3 separate regions of the Mus musculus genome follow, and regions 2 and 3 are each linked to region 1. Evidence: chromatin contacts called from public HiChIP or PLAC-seq data. All regions are on one chromosome and are shown on one strand. The core of a region is the stretch at or near the end of the contact, and the rest is flanking DNA. Distances in the headings are between cores, read along the strand shown.

Region 1 (3,876 bases), core at 928-3,427:
TGGCATTCTTTTACTTTGTTTAAAAGCGTCCAGAGGCCCAATAAATAAGAATAAAGTCTAATTCCTTTAAATGGCACTTAAGTTCATCCAGAGCAAAGCTCACCTGAGCCTTCTGCATCCCCATGTTCCAGCTCCAACAGCATTTAGGTACGCTGTTCCTTCTAGCTATATTATACCTACCTCTTTCATTTATACTGGACATCCTATTATTTCAAGACTCGTATCAGGCCAGAGGCAGGGATGCACCTGATTAAGTCCCTTTGGTTTTTGTGTTTAGGAGGCAGGTCTGAGGTCCAGACCAAATGGGACTACACAATGAGTCCTTGTTTCAAAACAAACAAACAAGAACAACAAAACACCTACTTCAAGTCTGCTTCTTAGTGTTCCCAAGAAAGACAAGAGTCCACTCTGCCCTGGTGTCTGCCCAGCTCTTACACTGCTCACCAATGCATGCTTTCAGCAATGTTCTTCACTCTGCGTAAAGAACAGTAGACTTTTCTCATCCTCACTGACCATTTCTCTCAGGCCTCTCCTAAAAGGCAGGTGTTCCTAAAGGCTCTATCCTTGGCTGCTTTACTGTCAATACTAACCATTGTATGCTAAACCACACTTACAGAGTCCATTATACTTTAACACCAAGAACTCCATTTCTCAAGCATAGGTGTATTTCTTCTGAGCTACAAAAGGACAGGACACGGCATTCCCTCCAGTACGCATCCACTTCTGTTCACTGCTGCCTGCAGCAGGGTCTAAGTGTAAAGCATCCCCCATCTAGACCAACTCCTTTAGTCCTGAGATTTCAACCAGGTTTTCTTTTCCATTTTCCATACACCAAACATATACAGACAGTTCAAGAAAACAAGACTAACCAAGTCCTTGCCTTACCCCGCCCCTTCACACAACTGAACACTCTTTAATAGCCTCTCACTGCCCTGAAAATGTAAAATTCAAGATCCTTAGTACTGTCCACACTTACTCAGCAGAGTAGGATCACTGTCCTAATTCTCTGCAGCCCATCTCTCACCATTCCACCGTTGATTCTGCGCACCCACTGCATATCTGAAGTACCTCTTTACTTTCTTCTCCAGTACTCACAGTAAGTACCAAACCTTCTGGACTACCATAACTAACTTAAGTATACTTAATTCCTACCAAAACAATGGCTCCTTCATGAACAACAACATCCATTACTCTCTGTTACAGGTATTTGACTTGTGCTATTGTTTCTCTCTCCTCACAGATTTCAAGGTACGAAAGAAGAGACCAAGTTCCTCGTGTTCAACATCGTGTGCCAGGGACAAATACAATCCAGCAAGCTAAGGCTAACAGCTCTGCACTCTGGAAGTCAGCTCTCACTGAGTCTACTGCAACAACTTTCTTTACGATTTTTGGAGACTGAAGCGCCCTTCTGCTTCACATACACAACTAGACTTCCTTAACAGGGCAAATTCTCTATCCAAGCTGAGGAAAGTATCCCGGGGAGGTCCGGTAACTACCTGTCCAACAAAGTTTTCCACAACACACATGCCACTAGTAAAACTGTAGCGCCTCTCATTGGAGTGGCATCTAGTGATTGAACATCGGGGTCATCAGAGTGGTGGAAACAAGATCAGTTAGGAGTGACTGGAGTCTCCTGGTCCTCACACTGAAACAAGGACAAAGATTTTTTTTTTCCCACGTACCAAACGAGGTGGCGTTGCCTCTGTGCGGTCCCGCCCGCCCCGAGACGCAGGCTGGCGAGGACGGAGGGACCCTGAACTGGACGGGAGCGTCCTTGGGGTCGAGAACACGCCTCTGCCTGCCAGGGAAGCTCCGGGAGTCCGAGGCAGTCGGCGCAGAAGTTCCAGCGGCGCCCCAGCGGGGCCGCTTCGTGCAGGGCTCCCAGCCGGGGCCCGCACTCATGCTGGGACCCGCAGCACACAGTCCCCGGGCCGGCCCGGGCGGAGAGCCTCATTCACTAACCCGGACAGGGACGGACTGCGCCTCCTTCTCGGCGCGCCGCGCACCATTCCCTCTCCGCAGCGGCCCGCCTGGAGGCTGCCACTCCTCGGGCCTTCGAGCGAGACCCTCGCTGCGCAGCCGCTTGCCTCCGCTCGGCAGCAGGGAGCCCACCAGCCCCGGGACGCGCCGCTTCCACTCGGCTCGAGATCGGGCTCCGGCTCCAGGCTCACTTTCCCACCACCGGAAAGCAGCCGTCTCGCGCTTCCCACTTCCGGGCCGCACACAGCCGTAAAGCGGAAGTGCGATACTTCACGGGAGCCGGCGCCCGGAAGGTCAGCGTGGTGAAGGTGGCAGGAGCAACGCGGGTCTTCCCGCTGTTGCTTGTCGCGGCCACGGCCGAGCATACGTCCCCGGCCTGAGGTGGTGGTGGCGAGCCCACCGCCGTTTGCTGCGACCTCATGGAAGGTGGCGGAGGAAGTAGCAACAAATCCACCAGCGGGTTAGCTGGCTTCTTCGGAGCCGGAGGAGCGGGTTACTCGAACGCTGATTTGGCCGGCGTCCCGCGTGAGTATCGGGCCTCGCCTGCTCCCCTTTCTGACTCCTTCCTGGGACAGCTAGAAATGTGTAACGTTCCTGTCCCTTTTCCTGCTCGCCTTTACGAGATTCACCGCCGGTGATTGGGTTTCAAGGCTGAACGAATTTGGGGGATCGTAAATCCCCGGGAAGCTCTTTTAGTGACCTAGTTTCGAGAGGAAACACAAAATGTCCTCCTCTTTAGTGCCCCGTCCCGTCTTTTCTCGTCACACGCTTTTCTGTATGCTTGGCCCTGTTAGGAGACCCTAGTTCTAGAAATAAACATTCCAAATAACAAGCGCGCTATTAATTTTTTTTCACACGGCTTTTAAATATTTCTAAACCAGTTAGGCGAAAACATTTTTCGTTCTTTGTGCGTGTGAGAGACAATTCAGGAAATCAGAAGGAGCTGGGGAAGCAAACGAAACTTTTAAGAGATTTTTAAACAAGAAAAAAGAGCCAAATTCTGAAAGCGATATAAGCAAATTCAAAGATGCAGAGGCATGAATTCCCAGCCTGTTGGCCCTTCTCAATCACCTAAGTATGTCTTTCAGGCTTTTAATGTTTTGTAATTATGGATATTCGACTGGATAAGTAGAGCTTGGGAGTTAATGTTTAATAACACTTTACTAAAGTGTTTCTTCTTGCTAATCCTCTAAGTAAAACCTTTACACTTAAAAACATTCAGAAAGCCGTTTGATAACCCTAATGTCTGCTGTCAAAACTTGAGTCCAGGACACAATTTATGTGTATCTTAGGATATCTCAGTTGCATAACATGAAGGGCACTACTTAAGGTGAGAGAGTACACATACTACTGAGGAGAGTAACGTGAGGACACAGAAGTTAGTGATAGATGACATGGCAATTGAAATAGGACCCTGAGATGGTGGTGGTGGTGATGGGCCGTGAAGGTTGTTGGAGAACAGGTTAGAGAAAACAGCTTGGGAGTTGAAGTTAGAGCTGTGACCTGAATTTAGCAACAAGTGCTTGAGAGACAGAACAAACCTGCTGTGTTTCTTGAGAAGCTATTGGGTCAGTTTGTCTTTAGAGTTGCAAGGGAATGAACTGATACAAGATTGATTGTAAGAGTTGAGAGGCAAGCCGGGCGTGGTGGCACACGCCTTTAATCCCAGCACTCGAGAGGCAGAGGCAGGCGGATTTCTGAGTTCGAGGCCAGCCTGGCCTACAAAGTGAGCTCCAGAACAGCCAGGGCTACACAGAGAAACCCTGTCTCGAAAAACCAAAAAAAAAAAAGAGTTGAGAGGCAGGAAACAGCAACAAATACAAGCTTTTATAAGCAAGGAAGGGGGGATTAGATTTGATCTAATTGTAGATGAAAGCCATTAGGGCTGATTTCATA
Region 2 (3,876 bases), core at 880-3,379, 290 kb before region 1:
GAGGGACGGAGGGACGGAGGGAGGGAGGAAGGAAATCTCTAACTCTAGGAACCCCAGGAGTCCAGAGCAAGTGAGATCACAGCTTTCTGAACTACATATCCCCAGTCACTTCTCAGTTTTGAAAGTTCTTTAAGCACTGGGCATGCTGCAATCAATGTTCTCTCTGTTGGCACAGTAAACAGTATAGCCCCAAGAGCCCTAACCAGTCCTCCAGGGTTAGCGGTCAGGCTCCCAGGTCCCTTTCACAGATCCTATTGCTATAGACCTGACCCCTAACCCACTATGCCCCTGTCCATGGTCCAACTGGCAGCCCAGCTTCCTCCACACGACCCAAGAGCAGCATCCAGTGTGTTGGTATGTGGTCCCCTGGTTTACCCTGACAGTCCTTGACAAGAATGCCCCATTGTGCTTGCTTTCTCAGGTCACTGTGCACAGGAGGGGCTTCTGGAACTCTTCCTCAGTGTACAAAGAGCAGGGGGGTTGGCAATGTGGCCATGTATTAGTCAGGATTCTCTAGAGTCACAGAACTTATGCAATGTCTCTATCTATTAAGGGAATTTATTGTAATGACTTACAGTCTGCAGTTCAACTAACCCAACAATGGGCAGGTGTAAATGGGAAGTCTAAGAATCTGGTAGTTGCTCTGTTTCACGAGGCTAGGTGTTTCAGCTGGTCTTCTGTATAAGCTGGAATCCTGAAGAAGCAGGTTCCAACAGATGTGCTGGCCAGTAAGTGCAAGCAGGTGAAGAGCGGTGAGTCTTCCTTCTTCCATTGTCCTTGTGTAGGCTTCCAGCAGAACGTCTGGCCCAGAATAAAGGTGTGTGCCACCACACCTGGATTTGGAACTTGCTTAGTCCTAGGCTGGCCTTGAACTCAGAAATCTCCTTGCCTCAATCTCCTGGGATTAAAGGCGTGTACCACCTTGCCTGGGCCTAAGCTTTACATGGCCACCATCTACCAAGATCTTCGTCAAGATCCAGGTCAGAAGCCTGTGTCTTCTAGTCTCAGGATCTGGATCACAAGTGTACCCTCCATTTCTGAATTGTACTTCACTCCAGATGTAGTTAAGTTGACAACCAGGGATAGGCATCACCACAGTCAAACTGGTGTTCTGGATCAGGCACCCCCATGCAGCCTGCCAGTGAGCTGAGAGCTCCTAGCTCCACTTTTCTGTTTCTGTGGCTGTTCACCATGGCCGTTCCACATCTGCACCATTCTGGACACTGAGGTCACAACAGCAAATGACAGCACACAATCCCTGCTCTGTCAGATTGTATTAAATGTAATCAGATCAGACAATGACATACACCAAGATAGAAGTGGTAGAAAACCCTGTGACAGAGGGACCATAGCCACTCAGACAGACAGGAGGAAAACTAGATAGCATGCTGAGTGAAAACTGCTGACAGGTGAAGCTTTTGTTGTTTGTTTGTTTGTTTGTTTGTTTGTGACAGATTTTCTCTGTGTGGCCTTGGCTGTCCTAGAACTCATTCTGTAGACCTTGAGTTGGCCTTGAACTAACAGAGATCTACCTGCCTCTGCCTCTAGAATACTGGAAGTTGTACAACACAACCAGCCAGCAACAGGTAAGTGAAGGCTTGATCACTACGAGGAAGCCAACGGGGGAAGAGTGAATTGTGGGTAGAGAGGAACAGAGGTCACAGTGAATTTAATGCCTATCCCCACAATTTCTAGGAATATATTCCGACACCCTAGAGGGTGCCTGTACATTGAGAATGTCTGCCCTTTTTCTTTTTTTGGTTTTTCGAGACAGGGTTTCTCTGTATAGCCCTGGCTGTCCTAGAACTCACTTTGTAGACCAGGCTGACCTCGAACTCAGAAATCCACCTGCCTCTGCCTCCCAAGTGCTGGGATTAAAGGCGTGCACCACCACGCCTGCTCTGCCCTTTTTCTTACAGCAAGTACTTTATGGATTTTCTTTGAAATATTTGAATTGCCAGCATCAGTGTTCTTGGGCTTTGGGGCCATGCCAACCATGCCAACCATCCTGATCACCGAGATGGCCACTGAATGACTAGCAGATGGGTAGTGGATAACAAAGGAACGAGCTATGTCTGGATGGGGCAGAGTAGTATGACATAAGATTTCATTATGCTCCTCAGAATGGCATGCAACCCATGAATTACAGTTTATTTCTGGAAATTGCTACTTAGTATTTTTGGAGCATGACTGATAGTGAGTAATAAATTTCAGGAAGTAAAACCATGGAGATGGGAAGGCATTGAACCTGAGACCTGGGCGAGATGGGATCACACTCAGTCTTGGGGCTTCTCCAAGTCAAGTTTACTATTGCTGTGATGAAACACTACGACCAAGGCACCTTGGATGGGAAGGGTTTGCCTTATGCTTCCACGCCACTGTTCATCATTGAAGGAAGTCAGGGCAGGATCTGAAACAAGGCAGGATCCTGGAGGCAGGAACTGAGGCAGAGGCCATAGGGGTGCTGCTTACTGCCTTGCTCCCCGTGGCTTACTCAGCCTGCTTTCTTATAGAACCCAGAACTGCCAGCCCAGGGGTAACCCTACCCACAATTGGCTGGGCTCTCCTCTCATTAATTAATAATTAAGAAAGCATCTTACAGGATTGCCTACAGCCCAATCTTATGGAGGCATTTTTTTAATTGAAGATTCCCTCCTCTCAGATGACCATACCTTAGGTCAAGTTGGCATAAAACTAGAGTCCTTCTTGTTTGAATATTCTCCTAGACTTAATAGAAAAGCACTGGATGGTTTGGTAAGAGGGATACTATATTTTGATTTTGGAACCTCACACCCCACCACCACCACACCACGCCTGCCCACCTGCCAGAGCATGAGTGGGTGATAGGGGAGCAGCTGGAAGTGAAGCCAGCTGTTTTTGAGGCTACCTGAAGGCACTGTGAGCCTCTATTCCAAATAGCCAAGGATTTACAGAAGAAAAAGCAGCAGTTCCTTTATAAAGCACAGTGTGTGTGTGTGGTGGGGGGAACCAGGCATCGGGCAATAGGAAACAGCCAATGGGGCACGCCCAGATGGATGAGAGGAAAATGGAAAGGCAAATGGACAGCTGAGAAATGTCCTTTCGTTAGCCAGAATATCTCCCCCAAAGATGCAGAGAGCAAGTGTTGACAAAGGGGGAGTTGAGGTAAACAAAGCTCATTAGCTGCCAGGAGCATACATCTGTGACACGGGCGGCTACCAGCAACTCTGCACAGATGTCTAAGCAGTGTTTCGGTCACTGGTCACTTAGAAAAGAGGAAGCAGGATGCAAGCAATATTTTAAAAAGATAAAACAGCTCCATCACTTCCAAGGGCCTCTACCGCTTCACGTGTTTTTTTTTTTTTAATTTTTTATTAGGTATTTTCTTCATTTACATTTCAAATGCTATCCCAAAAGTCCCCTATACCCCCCCTGCCCTGCTCCCCTACCCACTCACTCCCACTTCTTGGCCCTGGTGTTCCCCTGTACTGGGGCATATAAAGTTTGCTAGACCAAGGGGCCTCTCTTCCCAATGATGACCAACTAGGCCATCTTCTGCTACAGAAGAGCAGCTAGAGACACGAGCTCTGGGGGTACTGATTAGTTCATATTGTTGTTCCACCTATAGGGTTGCAGACCCCTTCAGCTCCTTGGGTACTTTCTCTAGCTCCTCCATTGGGGGCCCTGTGTTCCATCCAATAGATGACTGTTAGCATCCACTTCTGTATTTGCCAGGCACTGGCAAAGCCTCACAGGAGACAGCTATATCAGGGTCCTTTCAGCAAAATCTTGCAATACTGTCTGCGTTTGGTGGCTGATTATGGAATGGACCCCCGGGTGGGGTAGGCTCTGAATGGTCCATCCTTTCATCTTTGCTCCAAACTTTGTCTCTGAAAC
Region 3 (3,876 bases), core at 367-2,866, 260 kb before region 1:
TGAAACACAAAGAAAAGGGAGGTGGCATGAAGACCATGAAGCAGGTCTTAACAGCCTGGAACCAGATGTGCCAGGGCATAAGAACAACTTCCCTGTGGGGGGTGTGATGGGGGCAGATAGCATCTTTGCTGTACCAGGATTGAGGAAGGATGAAGTAAGAGTATACCCATGGCCCTGGCACAGAACAAGTGAGTCCGCATCTTGTCATAGAGGAATGGAGGAGGCGAGAGTTGGGTGTGAGTCCCAAAATGAACTGGCTTCATTCTCAGGAACAGCTAAGGATTATTATGTGGGCTGGAGAGCCAAGAGACGAGGTCTGCAGCTTGCTAGGACTGGGAAGTTTATTTTTTGGAAGATTCTACTGTCTGTTAACCACTAGAGAGAAAACTGCTGCCTCCCGTGTCATCCTGCCTCCTGATTTTACTCAGACGGCGCGACAATATATGAATAAATAATCGTTACCATGTAGGGTGTGGAATACCTCTTTAAAAACCATCAGTGTAGCTTTTGTAGAAAAGTCAGAGGAACCCAGAGTATTCTTAAACTAGAGTGTCTGGAGAGCCAAGCAGGTGACAGAGTACATGGAGCAAGCTGAGGGAAAGCGAGTCTCTGGAGTATGTGCTATGAACAAAGGCAGTGGGATAATATTTAAAGTCGTTTTGCTGCACTTTCAGCAGTGTGAATTTTGGTAACCTCTTGATGAACAGAGGCCAAGTGGGCCAGAGGTAGGGCAACTGTGACTTGCCCAACATTATCCAGAGCCACAGCTGTCCTCATATTTAGGCTTCTTCCCTCATTTTAAGGGCAGCTGGGCCATCACAGGGCATGTGACTGGGCAGCTCTCTACTTAGGTGAGTCTCCTCCTTTCAGGAGTACCTGTGTACGGGGTTGAGAGGTTGGGCTAGACCACTTGAGTGCTGCCTTCTCTCCCTGACTCTGGTCTCTGTCACATCATCTTGCAGCTGGCATAAGAAGAGAAGCCAACTTTCCAGCTCTTTCTGTATCTTCTACCAGCTCGGACAGAGACCAGGCTCACAATGCCTTCCCACTCGAGGGATAAGCCAGAGAGTCAGGATGGCCCTGGTGTCTGTCTGCTCTTCACAAGACCCTCCACTGTGACATGAACACAGGGCAGAGCATGTCACAGCAACAATGGCAAATACTGATGCTTCTCATCATGCGTGTACCACACCCTAAGCTGTAGGTACTCCATTTTACAGATAAATAAAGGGACAGTGGGGGCAGAAGGAGAAACAACGTCTCCCTTGGCACTGTTATCTAGTAAGTGGTAGCTCTGGAAGCCATCCTATTTGTCTGCCTCTGGAGCCCAGATCACGATGTCTCCTTCCCGGGTGGGAAGCCCAGTGGAAGAAGCTAAATCCGAGGCTAGCTTGGGATCTGAAGGCTCCTGTGATTCCGCAAGACAGGGAAAGTCCAATCTCAACGTCACCACCACCTCCAATCTCAGCTGACTGGCATCCTCTCTCCTTCCAGTCTGTGGACTGGAACTCGGGCCTCACGTGCCATCTAGGGTCAAAACTCTTCTGAGGACACACTGGGCCCAACGCATAGGCTGATCTGTTCAGCCTGTCGCCTGCAAATCAGGACGCTCAGCGTGTGCAGCCCTCCCGGAAGGAAGGTGAGCCTTCCTAAGCCTCTACTGACAGCAAAGCTGCAGAGGCCCTGCTGCGTGAGACCCAGAAGCTTCCACGCCACTTGTGAGCCCCACTCAAGACTTGGAGGCGGCCGGGGTGGGGGTGGGGTGAGGAAATGCAGAAAAGTGGGCGGAGGCTCTCAAGAGCAGAGGGAGGGTAAGGTCTGGAGAGAAGAGGGCCAGGGAGGAGTTAGAAAGAGGAGTGGGAGAGTAGAAAGGAAGGGAAAATAGGCGGAGCTGGGGGGGGGGGGGGGAGAGACCCGCGCCCGGAAAGCCGAAAAGGAGAGGCCAGGTAGGGGGAGGTCAAAAAGTGTTAGTTTTGACTTCCAGGACCCTGGGTGCAAAGAACGACTCCTCCTCTCAATACTCAAACCCTTAAAGACTGGAATTAGCTGCTAAGACTTTCTGCCTAAGGGCAGGTGGGTCGGAACCAGACCCTGAAGGCTCTGTACCTTCCCCCTCCCTTCCCGGAGGAGGGGATGAGACGGGCTGGGGGCGGGATTGAGGAAGGGGGTTGCTTGCGCTGTGCCTCTGGGTCCCGGCTGCGTGTTCCAGCTGCGAGAACAGATGGAGGCAGCGCGGCTCACCTCGGGGGCTCCGTGCCCGCTGTGCGCCGAAGTCCAGGCTGAGGAGGAGGTCTAGAGCCCCCGGCTCTCCCGTCTCCCACCAGGCTGCGGGGAACCGGCTGCCGCACCCCTCCTCCCAATTGGGGGAACCTCACCCCTATAGGTCCCAGAACTGGGGGAAACATAGGGCCGGTTCCTTCCACTGCTCACCCATCCCCAGGGGCTTGTCTAGGACTACAGCTCGCCAAGATCCCCTTCCCCTTGCTCCCAACCTGGAAACATCTCGGAAGCGGACCCCTGCCCGGACGCGCCCCGCCCCCGGCCCCCGGCCCCCGCCCCGACGACGTCCTATTAGCATGAGCGACGCCAGTGGCCCGGGCACCACTCGGGGGCCGAGACTCACCGCGTCATAGCCCCAAGTGGAGGGAGAAAAAAAAAAAAAAAGAGAGGCGGCGGTGGAGGAAGAGGCAAGAGCGGACGCGCGGGGAGGGCTGGAGAGACGGCGGGCGGCGGCAGCATGCCCCTGGGCGGGTGCACACGGCCTCTCTGCGCGGCAGGGGCTGCTCCTGCTCTCTCTGGGCACCGCGCGTCCAGTCTCCCGCCTCAGCCCCTCGGCTTGCCGGCCTCCGCGGTTGCATCCGAAACAGCGGCAACTGGTCCCTGGAGCATCTAAGAGCAGCGGCGCCGCGCGGGACAATCCTTGATTTTTTTTTTTTTTTCTCCTGAGCTCGGGGATATGAACCCCACAGCCACCTGAAGCACAGGGGGCGCTACGCGGCTAGGACCGCGCCCCCGAAGTACCGTACCCTAGCCTCTGCACTGCGGGACGCCGACACCCGACTCCGGTGGAGGCATCTTAGGAAGAGCAGCGGGTAGGGGCATGGAACCCACCGCGCCAACCGGTCAGGCCCGGGCGGCGGCCACCAAGCTGTCGGAAGCAGTGGGAGCCGCGCTACAAGAGCCCCAGAGGCAGCGGCGCCTGGTGCTGGTCATCGTGTGCGTTGCACTGTTACTGGACAACATGTTGTACATGGTCATCGTGCCCATTGTTCCCGACTATATCGCTCACATGCGCGGGGGCAGCGAGAGCCCTACCCTGATCTCTGAGGTGTGGGAACCCACCCTGCCGCCGCCCACTCTGGCTAATGCCAGCGCCTACTTGGCCAACACCTCGGCGTCCCCGACGGCTGCCGGGTCGGCTCGGTCAATCCTGCGGCCTCGCTACCCCACAGAAAGTGAAGATGTGAAGATAGGCGTGCTATTTGCCTCCAAGGCCATCCTGCAGCTTCTGGTGAACCCCTTAAGCGGGCCTTTCATTGATCGCATGAGCTACGACGTGCCGCTGCTTATTGGCCTGGGCGTCATGTTCGCCTCCACAGTCATGTTTGCCTTTGCAGAAGACTATGCCACGCTCTTCGCTGCGCGCAGTCTACAAGGCCTGGGCTCAGCCTTCGCGGACACGTCTGGCATTGCCATGATCGCCGACAAGTATCCCGAGGAGCCTGAGCGCAGTCGTGCTCTGGGCGTGGCGCTAGCCTTCATCAGCTTTGGAAGCCTAGTGGCGCCACCGTTTGGGGGCATCCTCTACGAGTTCGCGGGCAAGCGTGTACCCTTTCTAGTGCTCGCCGCCGTGTCGCTCTTCGACGCACTCCTACT

Evidence for each region. HiChIP or PLAC-seq counts read pairs in DNA pulled down with a chosen protein or histone mark.
Region 2: an H3K4me3 HiChIP or PLAC-seq map of bone marrow-derived macrophages shows a contact between it and region 1, with 4 times the contacts expected there. The contact joins the enhancer-like site here to the promoter of Parg in region 1. A contact is called at or near these places in 8 of 39 promoter capture datasets (the C10 cell line, cranial neural crest, embryonic stem cells and 4 more), 6 of 484 Hi-C or Micro-C datasets (the N1E-115 cell line, embryonic stem cells, extraembryonic endoderm stem cells and 3 more), 31 of 115 datasets of contacts at active chromatin or transcription factors (the 230-238 cell line, the SCID.adh cell line, T-cell acute lymphoblastic leukemia and 18 more) and 3 of 9 other capture datasets (adipose tissue, embryonic stem cells and pancreatic islet).
Region 3: a contact with region 1 is called in an H3K4me3 HiChIP or PLAC-seq map of embryonic stem cells, with 18 read pairs. The contact joins the promoter of Chat here to the promoter of Parg in region 1. A contact is called at or near these places in 11 of 39 promoter capture datasets (the 3T3-L1 cell line, the C10 cell line, the HPC-7 cell line and 5 more), 7 of 484 Hi-C or Micro-C datasets (the N1E-115 cell line, differentiating embryonic stem cells, embryonic stem cells and 2 more), 27 of 115 datasets of contacts at active chromatin or transcription factors (the 230-238 cell line, the SCID.adh cell line, T-cell acute lymphoblastic leukemia and 16 more) and 4 of 9 other capture datasets (adipose tissue, embryonic stem cells, liver and 1 more).

Annotation. Positions count from the first base shown.
Region 1 is chr14:32,200,272-32,204,147 of GRCm38.p6, reverse strand. Parg (poly (ADP-ribose) glycohydrolase) reads right to left here and starts at 2,177. Exons shown (of 18, transcript NM_011960.3): 1 at 1,683-2,177. The coding sequence starts at 1,902. Timm23 (translocase of inner mitochondrial membrane 23) reads left to right here and starts at 2,257. Exons shown (of 7, transcript NM_016897.3): 1 at 2,257-2,505. The coding sequence starts at 2,400.
Region 2 is chr14:32,488,179-32,492,054 of GRCm38.p6, reverse strand. No RefSeq gene overlaps it. Among named protein-coding and RNA genes, the nearest start is that of Ercc6, 23 kb to the left of the region's middle. Within about 2 kb of position 2,129, at least 4 of the 459 cell types and tissues checked have an H3K27ac peak or open chromatin away from gene starts, as enhancers often do. A contact at or near this core is called in bone marrow-derived macrophages, where this site is marked.
Region 3 is chr14:32,463,649-32,467,524 of GRCm38.p6, reverse strand. Chat (choline acetyltransferase) reads left to right here and starts at 1,616. Exons shown (of 16, transcript NM_009891.2): 1 at 1,616-1,718. It overlaps Slc18a3 (solute carrier family 18 (vesicular monoamine), member 3), which reads left to right and starts at 2,675. Exons shown (of 1, transcript NM_021712.3): 1 at 2,675-3,876. The coding sequence starts at 3,101.